2 separate regions of the Mus musculus genome follow, and region 1 is linked to region 2. Evidence: chromatin contacts called from public Hi-C data. All regions are on one chromosome and are shown on one strand. The core of a region is the stretch at or near the end of the contact, and the rest is flanking DNA. Distances in the headings are between cores, read along the strand shown. Region 1 holds the start of Siglecf (sialic acid binding Ig-like lectin F). Region 2 holds the start of Ctu1 (cytosolic thiouridylase subunit 1).

What was found. Hi-C and Micro-C count contacts between places; a contact is called where the count stands out from the background.
Region 1: a contact with region 2 is called in a Hi-C map of peritoneal macrophages, with 10 times the contacts expected there. The contact joins the promoter of Siglecf here to the promoter of Ctu1 in region 2. A contact is called at or near these places in 1 of 39 promoter capture datasets (pre-B cells), 3 of 484 Hi-C or Micro-C datasets (granulocyte-monocyte progenitors, large pre-B cells and peritoneal macrophages) and 2 of 9 other capture datasets (liver and macrophages).

Annotation. Positions count from the first base shown.
Region 1 is chr7:43,346,723-43,353,086 of GRCm38.p6, reverse strand. It overlaps Siglecf (sialic acid binding Ig-like lectin F), which reads right to left and starts at 1,746. Exons shown (of 10, transcript NM_145581.2): 1 at 1,667-1,746; 2 at 1,503-1,563; 3 at 1,078-1,440; 4 at 641-919; 5 at 418-465. The coding sequence starts at 1,539.
Region 2 is chr7:43,670,755-43,677,055 of GRCm38.p6, reverse strand. Ctu1 (cytosolic thiouridylase subunit 1) reads right to left here and starts at 5,025. Exons shown (of 3, transcript NM_145582.1): 1 at 4,981-5,025; 2 at 1,410-1,952; 3 at 1-629. The coding sequence starts at 1,917. It also overlaps a transcript of Siglece not described here.

The DNA of each region.
Region 1 (6,364 bases), core at 497-2,996, 320 kb after region 2:
AATTAAAGAATGAACTAAAAATGATAAAATTGCAAAGTGGTGTGTGAAGAAGATGTGTGTGTGTGTATGTGTGTGTGTGTGTGTGTGTGTGTGTGTGTGTGTGTGTGTGTATGTGTATGTGTGTGCATGTATATGGGTGTTTAAATGTGCATGCAAGGATATCTGTGTATGGTCAACCAAGACAGGAGTCATTAGATATCAAGAACTATTATTATTAAATTTTTATATCGGCAGAATTATATTTCACTACAATCCATATATTGGAACCCTGATAACTGATATAATGGGGAGACTGCAGTATATGAGTAAGGGGTGGGGGAATCCTGAGCTTCCTCCTGCCTGAGGTCCAGAATACCTGCTCATCTCCTGCAGAGGCAGTCCCTGTACCCATCCCAGGGAGGAGAAATTTGACTCTACCTGTGTCATCTCCCCAGGACACCCTGATGGTCATCTTCTGTGGAGCATCTGCATAGACACATATGGTTGTTTGCTTTCAGAGGAAAGATGGCTGCAGGTATTCCACCCCATTGGTCTTTTCTCCTCCCACAGTCTTAGCATTCAGGAACCATCACCCAGTTCTAACCCCTCCATCCCACACCCCTAATCTCCCCTCCCCAGAGACCCAGGTCTGGACACTCACAGATGACACTGAGCTGTTGAGTCCTCTCCACAGTAACACCAGTGCCAGGTAAGTTCACCTGGCAGGTGAGGTTGGTGCCATTGTCCTGAGGCCTGGGTGTGAGGTTCAGCTCTGAGGAGAGGGTGGTCCTGTGGCCCAGGGAAGTGAGGGCAGATGACATCCAGGAAAAGATGGGGGGTGTCCCCTGCTCACAGGCCCAGGGCACAGAACAGAGCAGTTTGGTAGAATTGCCAGACACCAGGGTAGATGTGACTTGGATGTTAGGGACCTCAGTCAGAGCTGGACAGAGAGAAATAGAGACACAAGATGTGCTGGGGATCACTATGTATGACCCTATTTCAAGCCAGGCTTCTCTCCCAACCAACCTCATTATGCGGTCTCCAGGGCACCCAAAGGCTTTTAGAACAAGGACCTCCACATATCCCCTCTTCACTTACCTATCACAAGCACAGAGAGCATTGACTTCTGAAAACTGTATTTCACAGAACCATCCAATCTGAAGAAGTACGTCCCTGTGTCGATTTTCTGTGCATCTCTGATGTCCAGGGAGCAATTATGACTATTTTCCTTCCCCATGAGATAGAATCGACCTTGAGCTTCCTTCAGTACTGATCGCTGTGGGTCATTTGTAGCCACTGGAGAGCCGCTGAATATATTGGCCCCCTCCCGGAACCAGTAGCCAAAGACAGGACCTTTGGAATTGGGGTACTGGACTTGGCAGGCTACAAAGACGCACAGGCCCTCCTGCACTGTCACTGAACCAGTCACTGAGAGCGAATAACCGTCCGTAGCCAGGCACCCTGCAAAGAAATGAGGGTTATCTTGGTCCTGTCCCACTAGCCCGGTCCCTGTTCCCACTCACCTGCCCACAGCAGGGGCAGCAGCCATGCCCACCGCATCACACAGTGAAAGGCTCTAGGTTCCTGTGGGTGGCCAGAGAAAGAAAACTTGATCAGTTTGAAGTGGATCCCTGGGGTGAGGGTCACAGGCTTCAATGTCACAGGACTGAGAAGTCGTCCTACTAACCTAGTCCAGGAATGAAGAGAGACAGAGTGACTGACCACAGAGAGGGAACTTTCCACCCACAGGTTATCAGCACTATCAAGGCCCTGGAAAGTAAACACTTCCACTTTTCATGTGTATCATCATGGGAGGCAAAGTCGATGAGGAAGACCCACCCTCCACTCCTGAACTGTAGCATTTGTTTCTCATTTGTTTGTATTAAGAAAGAGGTTAATGCACAGAGGGAACACAGACTGGACCTAGGTCCCCTACCCCATATGTAGCAGATCTGCAGCTTGATCTTCATGTGGGTTCCCCAACAACTGGAACCCTCCCTGAGTCTGTTGCCTGCGTGTGGATCCATTTTCATAACTGGGCCTCCTAGTCTGGCCTCAGTGGAAGAGGATGCACCCAGTCCTGCAGTGACTTGATGCACTGTGTGTGTGTGAGGTGCTGGGGGGCGGAGGATAGTGGTGGTAGGGGTGTGGTATGATACCCAGAGGTCTCTCCTTTCTCAGAGGAGAAGGGAGGATGGGGGAAGAGTCTGTGTGAGTGGGTACAGTGGGTACTGGGAGGAGAGCGGGGCTGATATTGGGATGTAAAATGAATGAATAAATAATTTTTTTAAAAAAGGAAAAGGTTGATGATCAGGGACATGGCTCAGCAGGTAAAGACATTGGCCAGCCACTCACATTGTGGAAAGAATGAACTAACTCTCAAAAGTTGCCCTTTGACCCCCTACTACTGCTTGGTGGCACACTCAAACCGTGGTGGGCAGAGAGAGAGGGGGGGGGGGAATTCAAAATTCAATAGTTGTTTAATGTATAAAGAAGAGGAGGAGACTGGAACTCTAATTGCCTAAATAACTTTTCTGTTGCTGTTATAGAATATCCAGATAAAAGCAACTTAAAAACAAAAATAGTTTCTGTTGGCTCAGAGTTGGAGGTTGCAATCCATTGTGATGGTGAAGGCATGGCTACAGGAGTGTACAGTGGTTGGCCATACTTCACCTTCAGTCAGGAAGCAGAGTGAGAAGTGACGGACTATTCTCAGGTCACTGTATAGTCTAGGATCCTAACCTATGAAACCAGAAGTGGGTGGGTTTCCTCACTTCAGTTAATCTAATCATGATAATCACCCAAGGCATGCTGAGGGCCCATGTCCCAGGCGAGTCTGGACCTCAAGTTTCCAATAGAGGTTAACCACCAGAGACACAGACTTACACAGGGCATCCACAGGAAGACATGGGGCGAAGACTCCCTGTCTTAGTCAGGGTTTCTATTCCCGCACAAACATCATGCCCAAGAAGCAAGTTGGGAAGGAAAGAGTTTATTTGGCATACACTTCCATACTGCTGTTCATCACCAAGGAAGTCAGGGCTGGAACTCAAGCAGGTCAGAAAGCAGGAGCTGATGAGTAGGCCATGGAGGGATGTTCCTTACTGGCTTGCTTCCCCTGGCTTGCTCAGCCTGCTCTCTTATAGAATCAAGACTACCAGCCCAGAAATGGCACCACCCACAAGGGGCCCTTCCCCCTTGACCACTAATTGAGGAAATGCCTTACAGTTGGATCTCATGGAGGCATTTCCTCAACTGAAGCTCCTTTCTCTGTGATAACTCCAGCTGCGTCAAGTTGACACAAAACTAGCCAGTACACTCCCTCTGCAGGCCAAAGAAAGAGGTGTCAGAGGACTCTCTGTTGTAAAGAGGTTGACCTAGAGCTTCCAGACTCAGTACTGAGGAAAAATAAACACGTTGAAGCTGCTGTGTGTGTGTGTGTGTGTGTGTGTGTGTTCGCGCACACACGTGTGTTTGTTTGTGTGCATGTGCATACATGTGTTTGCATGTGTGTGTGTATGTATGTATTGGGGTTCTCTAAAGGAACAGGACTGTTTGAATCTGATACTATGTGGGTAGTCTAAATAATGGTTGCCTCACATTAGAGACCAAGCTTGCTAGTTCACAGGCTGATGTCTCAGCAGCCTCAGTCTGGTGTTGAATGTCTGGTCTTCGGTCTCTGCTTGAAGCTTAAAGAAACTGGTTCGAAGGTCAGGGAAAGATGAAGCAGTAGCATGATGCTGTTGGGAGGGCTCCTGTTCCACGCAGGAGATGGGTGAGCCCATGACCTCACATCACTGCCTTGTACAGTGAGGGTCTCAGATAGGTTTTGAAGACTCTTCTCCTGGTAAAGGGTGTGTGTGACAGGGATGCAGATGCCCCTCTTCTATCTTGTCCCTTAATCTCAAATCCCAAAACAGCTGGCCTTTTCAACACATCCTTCAGCCTGTTTTATTCTGCCTCTTGCATTCTTTCTGAGGCATTCTTACTTAAAGAAAGGAGGAGGTGGTGAGTCAATGCCATCTTCTCTAGACCAGAAGTCTGCCAGTTACCCCACTATGTCCTGACTAGTAGCTGGAGAAATGTACCCAAGATCCCTCTAAAACAAACAGATCCCTGGTCCTTTCTCACCAAGCAAGGATGGACTGTGGGCATCAGTGGTTTCAAAATAACAACCGGCCGTTGTATTTATCATCTTAGCCACTGCCATGAAGGCTTTGAATGCTGGCACGATCATGATCCCATCATAACTTGATGCTACTTGAGAATTTGAAGCCATTTCTGCTCAATCTGATTTTTATTACTTTAATATATTTTTCAAATGGTTTCTGTTGTCTACAACCTATACTCAGATATTTGCTTTTAAGGAAAAAATATTTTTATTTAAGTCTGTATGTGGGTGGGCATGCGTTTATGTGTACCATACGTGTCTGGTACTTGTAGAGGCCAGTAAAGGACACCAGATTTCCCAGAACTGGAGTTATAGGCAGTTGTAAGTCACTTGGTCTTGGTACTGGGAACTGAACTCAGGACCTGTTCAAGAGTAGCAAGTGCTCTTAATCTCTGAACCATCTTTCTCCAATGCTCAGCCATCCCACAAGATTTTCTCCCCAGACCTGCTGGTGTCAAGATCAGCTTGGTCGGCTCACTTGAATCCCAGCATCATCCCCTACCCCAAGCCCACCAGCACCTCCTGCACCTGTCAGCATCTGAAACATTCACTCTCCTCTTTCACTTCTCATCACTGTTTGGTTTTGGACCCCAGGACAAGGGACTGGGGTGCATAATTTACACATCAAAACAGATCTGGCCTCCAGGTTCTCCCAGCATCCCTCAGTCCCTACTTGGCACACCCTGCCCTCAATCCTGAACTTTCCAGCCCCAGGCTGGGCTGCTCATATCTCAGAGGCTCCGCCCTATAGAATCTGGACATTTTGGTCTCTCCTCCTCCTCCTCTTCTTCCTCCCCCTCCTCTTCCTCCTCCTCCTCCTCCTCTTCTTTCTCCTCCTCCTCCTCTTTTTTCTCCTCCTTCCCCCCTCCTCCTCTTCTTTCTCCTCCCCCTCTCCCTCCCTCCTCCTCCCCCTCCCCCTCCCTCCCTCCTCCTCCTCCCTCCTCCTCCCCCTCTCCCCTCTCTCCTCCTCCTCCTCCCCGTCCTTCCCCTTCTCCTCCTCCTCCCCCTCCTTCCCCTCCTCCTCCTCCTTCTCTCTGTGACCATGAATATGCCCTTTCTTTTCCCCTTTCCTGCTCCCCTCTCCGTAGTGTCTTCCCTGCCCTCAGTCCTTGGGGCCAGTGAACTCACTCAAGAGCAGCTTCCCAATAAATCTGCATTTAATATAATCTAATCTGGCTTGAATTGGCTCATTTCACTGGAGGAGAAATAATTTATCAATCACCTGTGACCAAAGGCCCTAGCTCGGCACCATCCTCATCAGTAGCTCTGCTTAGTGGCTCTGCTCCCAGGGCTTTTGCTTCTGCTGCCTTATCTTCCTGACTCTGAGTGGTGGAGGGTTTGGGGCGTTCTCTGCGGCTCTTCTTTGATGTGTGGTTTTTCTCCACTTTTGGGTCTAAAGCTGGAGAATATCCAAATTCCGTACCATGTGGAACGGTCCTTTGCCTCCAGATATGGATGTGTACTCTTCATCTCTTCTTGAGTGTGTCAGAAGCTCCTCATTCATGGAGGAACCAGAGTGATGGTGACTCACTTGCGGGGCTGACCAAGGTAGTCTCTGACAACTTCATTCTTTAAGTCACTCAGAGAGACCACCCTAGTATCATCCCTGACTTCTATGATCATTTGGCGACGGAGACATCTATGGAGTCTTTGATATCTGCAACATCTCTGAGGTGGAGATTTGGCTCAACACTCTCAGGAAGGCTGCTGATTGAGCATAAAGATTTATTCAGAGTCTGAGCTCCCACCCAGATCCATCAATGGGAACCTAGAGTGTTGTTTTAGAGACAAGACCTCACTGTGTAGCCTCAGCTGGCCTAGAAGCTACAAGCCTCTTGCCTGACTTCCTGAGTATTAACTGCAAAGTATATGGCACAGACATGATCTGGAGCACCTTACAGAGGATGAAAAGGTAGAGGACAAGGATGCAGAGGGCTGGATCCCAGTGTGATGGCTAATCTTGATTATCATCTTGACACACCTGTAGAAATGGTGATTCTCTGAGAGGGAGAGGGGAGAGACAGAGACAGAGAACAAACCCCAGTTGAGAATTGCTTCCATCAGATTGGCCAAGGGGTATGTGTTGGGGGAGGGTGTCATTTCTGATTGTTAACTAATGGAGGAGGGCCTACCTCACTGTGGGCAGCGCCACCCTTAGGCAGGTTGAAGGGCTCTCTAACAGGTCCCAGCTTTGCAAACACATGGCACTGACAG
Region 2 (6,301 bases), core at 3,776-6,275:
GGGGCTCAGGTCACACTGCGATACACAGGTGGCTCCTGCCCGGTCCCCTCCATTGCCGCATGGGTTGGCTTTATCTTTCGGTTGCTTGCAGGTGCAGGGTCCTGCTGGGGCCACAGGGTCACTGGTGACTAGGCTTGGGTTCCCAGGCTGTGGAGGCTCAACTTGCAGCACACGGCGGCCCTTGCCGATGGCCAGGCGCGGCAGGCCTCGGTTGAGGCCATCCAGGAGGGCACAGGCCTGGCAGAGCTTGTGGCTGGCCAGGGCTCCGCAGCGGGAGCAGGTGCCTGGAGGAGGGGGCTTTGCTGCCGGAGCCAGAGCTAGGCGCTCTGCCGAGTGCACGAGGTCCAGCACGGCTGATGGTCTGGCCGCCTCCAGGAGCTTAAGCAGGTCCCGGGCATGACCACGGAAGGCCTCAGGGGCATACACGCACTCCTCGGAAAAGTAGCGGAGATGGCGGAAGTGCGCATACAGCACCACCTCCTTCTGCGAGGCAAACTGCAGAGGCCGGCACCTGGGAAGTGCGCACCCCTCGCCCGTGGAGCCCAGCACCCCACCCCTCGCCAGCCTCCCAGCATCACCACGCAGGAAGTTCATGAGCACCGTCTCAGCCATGTCGTCAGCGTTGTGGCCTGCGGGAGAAAGAGCTCAGGTCAGGTGAAGGATTAGGACAAAGAAGAGAAGGTAAAAAGTCCCAGCTCATTTCCTGGTTTGAAAAGTTACCGAAATCCACCAATCCCTGAGCCTGAAAACCCAGCACTCTGACTTGAAATGTCACCAATCCCCACCTTGGAAATCTTCACCCTGTAAACTCTTCCATGTTAAATACTCTAAGCCGGTCCCCTGCTCAGTACTCCATGGCTTCTCACTGCAGCAGAGGCAGCCACCTTCTTGTGTCACTTTCAATCAATCTCTTGTGCGAGATTTGTTGTATGGTGTGACTCTGTGATATTCCTTGGCTCCTGACTGCCAAGATACCTTTCCCCCTCAGAGCTGTGTCACCGCACTCATAGCCTGCTGTTGCTCTTGCCAATGGCCAGACTCAGTAGGCCCCAGCTGAGGCGTGTGTACAAGCCTGGTATTTACACGAGGAGGGGGGCCCCAAGAAGCCCTGGACAACAGGAAAAGTGGAGAAGAGGCCGGGAACCCCTGGAGCAGATGAGAGGACCCGGTAGATCCTCCCTAAGGAGAAAATGTAAAAGGGACCATAGAGACACTGGGGCCTGGGAGAGTGGAGGTGGGCGTTGGAACGAACACTCAGAACCCAGAGATAAAAAGGAGGGACAGTGGAAGTTCTCAGCACCATAAAGGGGGGGGGGGGAGTGGAGACCCCAGCCCACCCCACTATCTTGCACTTCCTGGCACACTACTCTTCCACACCCACACCGTTCCTGCTGCACACCAGTGCTCACCTGTCACAATATGTGTAGCTCCCACAAGGCGCGCACCCTCCTCCAGCGCGCGCCTCCGCAGCACCCCGCAGAAGGTGCAGCAGGAGCGACTGCGGCCGGAGCCTGCGGTGCTGCGGGCCACGGCGTCCATCGTCCAGCCCCCGAAGAGATCTTCGTAGGCCACGATGGTGAGCGGCAGCTCCCAGCGCGCCGCCTGACTGCGCACTGCCTCCAGCGCGGCGTCCCGGTAGCCGCCGATGCCCTCATCCACCGCCACCAGGTGCAGGGTGATGCCCAGGCGGGGCGCAAGCTCACGCAGCACGTGTGCCAGCACTGTGGAGTCCTTGCCACCAGAGGCACCCACGGCCACTACAGCGCCCGGCGGCAGCAGGTGCCCGGCAAGCACTGTATGTAGCACCTCAGCCTCAAAGGCAGCACAGAAGCAGGAGCCGCACAGCGCCTGCCCAGAACGTGGGCGACGGAGGGCAGCACGGGTCTTGTGACAGGAGAAGCACGTCGGGGCGGGCATCTTGAAAGAGAACTGGGTCGTCTGAGAGGTCTACACTGTGGAGGAGAGAGAAGGGAGTCATCTGGGGAGTCTACACTGCAGGGTTGACGGGAGAGAAGAGGGGAGGGGACCACACAAGATACCCAAAAGGGAAGCTGGTTATCCAGGATATCTGCATTTCAGAGCTGAGGGGAGAAAGAAGTGGATCACACGGATAGTCTGTGTTGTGGGGAGGCTGTGGAGATGGCGTCCTACTGAGTGGCCCTGACACAGGGGAGCCCACGGGAAGGGCAGCTTCTTCCTATACCAAGAAAATAAAAACCCGACGACAGGGTTTCAGGGAGACAGAGGGGGAAGCCATGCAAAGGATAGACAGAATGGAATTGTGTCTGTTTTAGGAAATGGAGCACAGTTTTGCAGTCACTCTTGCTACAGTCTCAATCATAGACAACTTCCAGAGCTGACCAGATCCCGGAAGAGCTTGCTACTCGGAAGCAGAGGGCTCCAGATGTTTGGATTTTAGTAGGGGAGGTAAGATACTGGAACCCCGCATGAGGTCCTGATTGCTTCCCCTGGAAGGCATAGTGGCCTCTTCTAGGCACACAGAAGCTGCGTGCATCTCCTCTACATCACCAGCTGTAATGAATCAGTAAAATCTCTCCAAGCTCAGGCCTCTCCCCCAGACCACCTCATCTCCAGCGTGGACTACCCGGGAGCATCCCGCCTTTCAGAACAGGTCAGGCTGTCCCTGGGATTTACCACAATGACCAGAATGATCTGGCAAATATTTGTTTACTGTCAGGAACTTCCATGAGGTCAGGACCGGTACCACTGAGCACTGCATCTCAACTCCGACCTCCCTGATTCCTTTCACCGAATGGTGTCCTGCAGTGGAGCTCAGGTCTGTCCTTCCAGATGCTCAGACTAGAAGCCCTGAGGTCTAGGACCACTCTGGTCACTCATCCTGTGTGGGGCTCAAAATTCAAAGTCCAGTCTTGACTTGTTCTCCAAAGGTCCCTAGTCCATCCTCAGAACTCATGCTCAGATCCCCTAAAAGGATACAGCCAATCCTTCTGTGGCCTCAGATGCCAGACACTTCCCACCTACTCCATGGCCAGGGCTGCAGTAGAATTCTAGTAACTCGTCAGGAGTGGTAACGCACGCCTTTAATCCCAGCACTTGGGAGGCAGAGGCAGGCGGATTTCTGAGCTCAAGGCCAGCCTGGTCTACAAAGTGAGCTCCAGGACAGCCAGGGCTATACAGAGAAACCCTGCCTCGAAAAACCAAAAAAAAAAAAAAAAAAAGAATTCTAGTAAATCGCTGTATCTAGGGTAAACTTTAGAATGAAATGGTTGTCTTTCAGTGTACCAAGAATAGACATCAAAATGAATTGTTCTCTAGAAGTACTTTGACCTTGAAGACGTCATCGCAGAAGACGTAGATCATTTTCTATTGTCTATGAAGTTGTTTTCTGAAGGAGCTTTAGGGCCTTGGCATGACTTGGTACAAGACAGTCCTGATACATATGCGATGTCTTGCATTATTGAGTACAGCAAACAGTCCACAAGAGGGACCAAAGTTTCAGGGGTGTGATGTTTCCTTTGATGAGGAGTTTTGGTTTGAGAAACTTTTTAACCCCCCCCCCCAAAAAAAACAACTTTTGTGAAGAAAAAAAAAGACTACCTCCACCTAAATCTTCACATATTATTTAACTATGCAACCTAATTCTTATTTTATTTTAAAAGTTTTTCTGCTGCCCAGAAGTACCTGTCCTAAAGGAGACACAACCTAAAGTAAACGCTAAATAAAAAGAAAGAGCCTGACGTTCAGTTCATTGAGGCTGGACCTCCTTGCTGCCTTGGAGCCCGATTACATTCTAAGGTGACCCTCATTGTTTGATTATCCTGCACAACTCAGAACACTGGCACAGCCTGCTTGTCTGGGTCACTGGTCTCTGCCTTGGCCTCCCCTCCTTCACGACAATTTGCATATAACAACCTGCAGATCCAGCCCAGTTACCTTTTTGACAGGTCCGTGAATGATGCTTGGGAGGCCCCGTGGCTCCTTTCCAGAATGCTCTCAAGTATCCCAGGAACACTCCTTTCCTCTGGCCCAAAGAGTTCTTTCTGATCACTGAACCCAGCAAGCAGCCCTCAAGACTCCCCTAACTCTCCTGGCTGAGCACTGCCCCTTGAACTATCCTCCTCAGCCTTTGTTTCTCCCCTTCCTCTCGCCCGGATTAGGTTCACACCAGTCTCTCCTCACTTCTCCTCACGCCCTGCCCAGCAAGCCCTAGAATCATCAGGCTCAGAGGTGCCTCCAGGCTTGACCTCCTAACGACCCACTTAGGATCCTTGCAGGGCACCTTTCAAGTGCTCCCCAAATCTGTCCCTTCTGCCTGGCTTATCTGTCTCCTGAGAGTGCCCACCACCTTCTACCCCCGCATTTATGCAGAATGGCGTGTAAATACACTCTCTGTTCTCAGTCATCTAATCCTGTGAGGGGGTTGCTATTGTAAGGAGTAGCTTACAGACACACGCAGAAACAGAAAAGGGGGATACCACATCAGTAGTAGCCCTGAGATCATGGAGGGAACCTGGTTGATAGATATATCAGTAGTCTTTAGCTGACGGAGCGAACAGGGCTTATGCTAATTAAGTAAGTATCTGGGATGATGGGGGAAAGAATTGTGTACAGACTGGCGGCAAACCCCCGAGGTAATAACAGGCGTGGTGGTGCACGCCTTTAATCCCAACACTCAAGAGGAAGTGGCAGTTGAATTTCTGCAAGTTCCAGGCTAGCCTGATCTACAAAACAAATTTCAGGGGTGCCTCCGGGTGGCCAACTCTCCTAAAGGGCAGAAGAGGCGTCACCAGAACATATTTAACAGGGGCAAGAGAAGGCAGATGATCTGTTACCACCAAATGAACAAAGCGGCCTGGCAAGAGACCAGACTAGGAGATCCTGGCCAGAACGCGAGTTGACAATCATAAAAGCGAGTGCCAAATCTCTAGAAAGACCTTCAGCTCTCCCGTGGCACCATGGCCCCAAGCCCGTAGGAACCGGAGGAAGAGGAACACTAACCTGAGTGGAACGAGCTGAGTACTCTGCCTGCCACGCGGAAGCCTGGAGCGGAAAAATGCCCTGGGACTACAATTCCCATAAGGCCTTGAACTGCTTTGCCTACGACTTCCAGAATGCAACAGCTCCAGACGCGGGCCTGTAACTCTACAGCAGCTTGGACTCCAATTCCCAGAAACACTTGAGAGTACAGCTTTCCTTCTGCCAAATGCCTCCCCACGGGCCGACTCTGTAGGGCGCACACCAGGGCCTGGGAACCGAGCCCAGAATCCTGATGTTGTCCGGCAACGCGAGGTCACCAGAAGGGAAGTTGAAATCAGAAGTGGTTGAAATCAGAATGGCTGCAGTATAATTTCCTAGTTTTGTGGACTATCATATACTTCTGCTACTTGCTTGCTTCTCAGTCTCTGTTACTGTTTCCCCCTCCCTCTTCTCTGTGTCTCTCTCCCTTGCTCTCTCTTTCTTTGATTCTCTCCCCAGGATCTTACCATGTAGCCTAGGCTGTCCTGGAGGAACTAGCCATATAGACCAGGCTGGCCTTGAACTCAGAGACCCACCTGCATCTGCCTCCAGAGTGCTAAGATAAAAGGTGTATGCAATCTTGCCCCTTTCTGTCTTCCTTCCTTCCTTCCTTCCTTCCTTCCTTCCTTCCTTCCTTCCTTCCTTCCTTCCTTTCTCACAAAGGTGGAAGGAGTCCAGATGACACACAGCTATGTAAGCTATTGTAATACACATCAGTAAATTGTCGTCTTGTACTGTTTAAGGTCACCGGGAACCTGGCGTCCCAGCCCGACTTTAGACCCAAGCATTTTGTCTTAAAGCGTTCTCCAAGACCGCTTCCTCAGTCACCAGCCGGCTTCCTGGTCCTGTGAGAAAGTGAAAGAGAACAGCCAAATAAAGTGGAAACGCTACTTCCTTAAGAACAGGAGAGTAAGTTCTTAGAAGAAAAATAGTGTATCCTTGAACACAGATAGGATGGGACCCATTCCCAGAGACCTCTGCTACTTCTCATCCCATAGGACATCTGTGGTGGGAATGGTTAGTTGGGAGTCTGTCTTCCTGGGATCCTCTTCTTCAGCCTCCTGCAGACTGTGTGTGGTTCCCAGCTTCCCCAGTCTGTTTCTACTGGATGTTTGTTTCATGTCTGACCTGGTGCCCCATTATCTTTCTGCAGTTTGCTGTTTATGCACTTGAAATGAAAAGCATTCCTACTGTGGATCATTCTCCAGTTTCAGACAGCTTTCTACCGACGAACCACACTCCAGCCCCTCACTAGGGGATTCTAGGTAGGGACTCGATTATTGAGCCACTTACTACCCAGGAA